Linked DNA regions of Gossypium hirsutum: region 2 is linked to region 1. Evidence: chromatin contacts called from public Hi-C data. All regions are on one chromosome and are shown on one strand. Each heading gives the region's core, a stretch centred on a gene start, on an enhancer-like site or on the middle of the called end of the contact. The rest is flanking DNA. Distances are from core to core; before and after follow the strand shown.

Region 1 (3,015 bases), core at 248-2,747:
ATCTCTTTTGCAATTAACTATATGGGAAATTAACCCATTCATCATCTTGCTCAATTTGCTAGGTTTAGTGGCGGTAATAGTTCTACTTGGTGCAGTATCAAGGTAATCAGTATCACACAAGTGGATACATAATTTTTTACTGAAATTAATACATACTGTTACTAGTTTGTTTTGGTATATTGTTTCAAATTTATCGATGTTTTTAAATATATTTAATATATCAAATATTTAAATATATCAAATAAATTAGATTAAATAATTTTAAATATAAAAATATTAATTAATTATATAAAACATTCATCAATAAAGTTCACAAATAAAATTTTATCATTTAACAAATTTAAAGTAAACGAGGAAAAAAAGCATCCCACACATTAAACAAGAAAAAAGCATTCACAATATTATTTAAAAAAGTTACAATAAGATCATCTCATACTAAATATATAAAATGAAAGTTTAATAAAAACATATGCATAAAGTTGTGTTCGTGAAGCTTTTAGAATTTTTTTTAATTTATTTGTTATATAAATTCTTTATTTTTTATTAATTATTAATTTTAGCACCTTAAATTTTAAAGTTGCTCATTTATTTAATGTTTAAATTTGGTTAATTAAAATTTCAAAGTAGGTAAAAAATAATAATTTATATATATTTTAACATTATTCATATACCGGTCAATGTATAATGTTTCGGGTGGTACAATCAAAATTGGCCGAAACGAGTCAATGCAACCAAAAAAGACCAGAATTTATACCGGTGTGAAAAATAGAATTGATCATTCCAATTTATTATTGGAACGATGTGCATTGACTGATACAACTAAAACCGGTGCAGAACTGACTACATTGAACAATACCCCTTCATAATTGTAATAGTCAATAATTTTGTCCTAAAAATCTTTATTAGTAAATAAACGTAAAAGTTTACATTTTAGTTTTTCTAGTTTTTTAATGAGATATTTTATTCATTAAAAAAACTAAAGTTGAAATAATAAAATATAATAGAGATATTTAGAAATAGTAATTCTCTTTCTTTCAATTTTTATCCGAGTTTAGTGTCATTAATGAAGTGACACTAACTAAAACATAATATATTAACATGATTATATAAGTTATTGCTTATCATCTTCTTCTTCTTCTTCTTCTTTATAAAATTAGGTTGATAAATTAATAAGATCATGGCGTTTGAAAAATATAATTAAGATAGTTTTGAAGATGTGAATGTTAGTATCAAATCTAAACAAATTTTCTATTATGGGGTGGGTCCCACCAGGTCACGTGTTTTCCTCCTTTAGTTGACCTCTTTATTTCGTGAAACACATTTCATCTCCGCTGTTTTTTCTTACTTCCCCTATAGTATACTAGGGTTTTAGTTTTTTTTTTTTTTTATTTTATGTTATGTTATAAGTTTATTTTTGCGTCATCTCATTGTTTTAAATTTATCCAAACTTCAGTGGCCGAGTATTTACACCCTTAGCTCTTTTATGGGTTTTAATCGGGATAGTGGGTTTTTCTATTGGGATCCAATGCCGGATAAGGTTTATCTTTTTATATGGGGCTTTGGGCCCATTGAAACTAAGCCACATTCCTTTCATTTATTTTTCTTTTATTTTGTTTTTATATTATTTATTTATGTTATATGCTTCTATTTAGGTTAAATTTTACTATTACTCCCGCTGCTTTTGCAGAAGCTACGGATTTAGTGTTTATACTTTAATTTGATCAATTTTAATCCCTTAATTTTTACCCAAACAATAGCAGTTAATCTTGTTTTTTTAAATTCAATTACCATGCATATACGTACAATTGAAGATTTGGTTAATATTCTCCAATTAAATCATTTTAAGTCTTTATAGTTTTTTAATTTTGAAATTCCAGTCTTTGACGCAAATAACAATTATGATAATATGTTTGGCATATCAATTTTTGAAAATAGCAAAATTTAACTTAAATTTTAATAAGTAAGAACTGAAAATGACTAAATTAAAGTACATAGATTCAATCCACAACTATTACAAAGTACAAGGACTAATAGCAGGATTTACACCTTCAATTTATCACTTTTGTCTTGAGTTTTTTTTTTAAATTTCCTTTTATATATTTTACTAGTTTCTTATCCCATGCGATACACGGGTTAGTTGTATGTATTAATTATATAATATTAATTTTTTAAAAATATATAGTACATTCAATTTATTGTATTCTTAAAAAAAAGGTACATTTTCACAAATAAAATAATATAATATAACCAAAATATTGTATAAAGTATTATTACATTGTCCAATCCATCAATTGGTTGAATCAATGAATTCTTCTCGATAAATTTTTATAATGTTATTGTTCATTTGAAGCTCTTTAACATTATTTTCATTAATTTTAAGTTGGTCGTTGTATAGTGTCATGTTCAATGATCTTAATGTAAAATATTAGAGAATAGAATTAGAAGGTTAAAAAAATTTAAATCGTCGGTGATTTAATCTATATGTTGTGTTTCATGTATGCAAGAATCTTATTTATAGGCCTTCATACATGCATAAAATGAAAGTGTGGATTTTGAATACTAATTTTATATAAACTATTTGTTAATTGTAGTTTTTTTCTGTAATTTTTACCTTAATTTTCTTAATTAATATTAAGAATTTTGTATTGACATTTAAAAGTAGATATGTTTTTTTAAATGTACGATATTAATTTACTTAAAAAATTACAATTATATATGGTAAATATATTCATGATCTTAATTATAAAGTGAGATAGTAGTAAATTAGAATTCAAAACAGATTATTAAGGATCAACATTAACATAAGTAAATTAACTTAGAATTCAACCTTCCATACATTTAATCCCAACATCGTCGTCTTTGTCAAAATTGACTTTAAAACTAGATGACGAGTGATGAGAATTTGAGCTAGATTAGACATTATGTAACCCACATTGAAAATACAATTATTATACGTCTTGAAGTTGTTCAAGATTTTATTTTGAGGAAATATAATGCTGCCACTAACTTTGTTGG
Region 2 (2,700 bases), core at 88-2,587, 210 kb before region 1:
TATTTTTCAATAGGGAGACAAGAAGTTAGATATCTGCAAATTTTGTAAAAACTGAATCCATAAAATTGCTTTAAGACTCTAACCTGTTTATAATCCACATTAAATCCGATTATTAGTATTACCATCCTATCTGAATTCAATTTAGATAACATTACTTGCCTAATACTCGAATCCACTAAATATTCAAATTTACCAAGTCAAAACAACTTTTTAATTAAAAAAATCGAAAAGAAAAGCGGATAATGATTCGGATATTCAAATCCGAATCCATTATTCCATTATTCACTACAGTATAACAGTTTTGGAGATCTGAATCCGTTATCTGCAAAAGTAAAGCAGATCCAAATAACAAAGATTTGACTATTGATATCCGCATCAGCTCTGAATCTATTGTAGATAGTGCTGAATTCGCACAACATCTAAATACACAAACAACAAGATCGGACATCCGCAAATGTTCGAAACTGCATTATACATTGTCATTTCTATTTTCCAGCCAAACGACAATTACCTGAAGAGAACCAGCAACAGTTCCGGAAGGCGTATCGCTTTCACCCTACCCATAACACAGAAACAGTGTTGAAATCAGTGCAGCATTTTCGAATAAAAGTTTCATGCAAGTGAAACTTCATAAATATTCTAATATGTTTAAATATAAGGCGAGAAAATTGCCAGTCAAGCTTACACCTTAAGGTTCCGAATTTTAAAGGCAGATGAAATATGATCCAAGAGGATCAAACTGAGAAAATGCCCTTGCTCTGATTGGTACAATTACGTGTCCTCAAAATTCACAGGAGAAGTTTTGGGGGCATTTGAGAAATGCCAACCATGTACTTAAAGATAGAATAAATTTAACTCGAAATAGAGCTTCAAAGAGAAAAGAGAAAGTAAAATGTTAAAGAGCGGGAAGAGAAAGAAGAAGATTATATAACCTGACCAAGCAAGCTAAGGGCAAAGCAATCAAACCCAGAATTTGAGAAGAAAGGCAACCAATGTTCAGCCCAACACCAAGCTGAATGGTAACTTCCATGAACGAAAACCAGAGGTGGACCCTTTCTCGAATCTGGGTTTTTCTCTTTGACACTCTTTTGAACGATAACCTCCATGTTTAAACCAGAGGGGAGCTGATGGAAAACACGTGACTGCCCTTGTTTGAGCTCATAGGGAACTCTCGTTTTGCGAGGTTCGCTGAGGACAGCGATGGGATTTAGGGTCATTTTAGGAAGGTGTTGAATCGAGAGAACAATCGCCATGGCTGTGCTGGGAAAGCTGAGCTCCCTCTTCACTGTATTTGTTAGTGCTGCCTTTAATCTGATTGGAATTTTGTTTCTTTATTTTACCCACTTCTTATTCGGTTAGAGAGATGTTGATGAGTCCCGTTAAGTTGGGTTTGGACCTGCTCATGATCATCGGTACAGGCCCGTTCGAATAAGGCTTGGCTTTGTACAAAATATATGTTCTCAAAGATGAATTTGGATAAGATTTGAAGCTTTGTCTTTTATATTGGTTGAGTTTAGGAGAGAATTTTTTGGTCCGATTTGACTTGGTTAGAATATATATTGTTATAAAAAATATTATATTAGTTATATATATATATGTTAAATAATAATTATATATTTATATTAAATCAGTAATTCAATAATATTTAATTTTATTACTCAAAAATTTAAAAAAAACTTATCCAATTAAATAACATAACTTAAAATATAAAATTTTAAAAATTATATTTAATACAATAAAATATTTATTATATTTATTTATGTTTTTAATATAATAAAATATTTATTATATTCACATTAGTTTTTTTTAATATAAATATTTTTAATGCATTTTTAATGTTATAGAAAATTTTTATTTTAGTTTTTTAGTACATTTAGTGTATTATATTTTTAAAAATTTATTTTTTAAATAAAAACTAATCTAAAAAGTTTATATATGGTCGAGTCAGACATGGATTTATTTTTCTTAAATTGAGTCGGGCTTGAGCAGAAAAACATGCCTATTTTTTGGGTCGGGTTGAGCTTGGGCTTGGAAAATTGGTTTAGGTGCCTTGCCTGAACCTGAGCCATAAGCATTTCTAAACCTGATTATGGGTAGGACACCCGCCTAGGCACAAAGGCTCGTTTGAAATCTAGGAGGGTTTAGGCAAAAATATATACTTGAAAACTGAATTTGGACAAAAATTAAGACTTGTTTTTTAAATGGGCCGGATCTCAGGTAAGATTTTTTTGCCCGAGCCTAGTTCAGCCTAAATGCATTACATTATGAAAACAATTATATTAATTGCATATAGTTATATATATTAAAGACTTTTTTTAATGTATTTTCAATATATTGAGAAACATTTATTTTAATAATTTTAGTGTATTTAATGTATTATATTTTTTTAAAAATAATATGAAAAATAATTTTAAAAAGTTAATATAGGTGGGCCAAGTCAAGCTCGAATTTAGCATTTTTTTATTCGGGCCGAGCTTGGGCGAAATTTTTTGCCCATTTTTGGGGCTGGACCAAGCCTAGAAAATGAACTTAAACACCTTAAATCAGCCCATCCTGACTCGACGCATGATCAGGTCTAGTTAAGTTCAACCAAATTTATGTAAGACGTAACTCATAAGCTCTTTATGTGATATATCTATTATATATAAAAAAGGTTCACAAATCAATTTTGGTTATGAAATTATTAAAACATCCTTATTT

Evidence for each region. Hi-C and Micro-C count contacts between places; a contact is called where the count stands out from the background.
Region 2: a Hi-C map of leaf shows a contact between it and region 1, with 2.1 times the contacts expected there. The contact joins the promoter of LOC107916680 here to the enhancer-like site in region 1. A contact is called at or near these places in 3 of 34 Hi-C or Micro-C datasets (all in leaf).

What each region holds. Positions count from the first base shown.
Region 1 is chrD11:18,477,068-18,480,082 of Gossypium_hirsutum_v2.1, reverse strand. No RefSeq gene overlaps it. Among protein-coding and RNA genes, the nearest start is that of LOC107916674, 6.6 kb to the right of the region's middle. Within about 2 kb of position 1,497, at least 2 of the 9 cell types and tissues checked have an H3K27ac peak or open chromatin away from gene starts, as enhancers often do. A contact at or near this core is called in leaf, where this site is marked.
Region 2 is chrD11:18,688,289-18,690,988 of Gossypium_hirsutum_v2.1, reverse strand. LOC107916680 reads right to left here and starts at 1,337. Exons shown (of 8, transcript XM_016846014.2): 1 at 933-1,337; 2 at 512-556. The coding sequence starts at 1,253.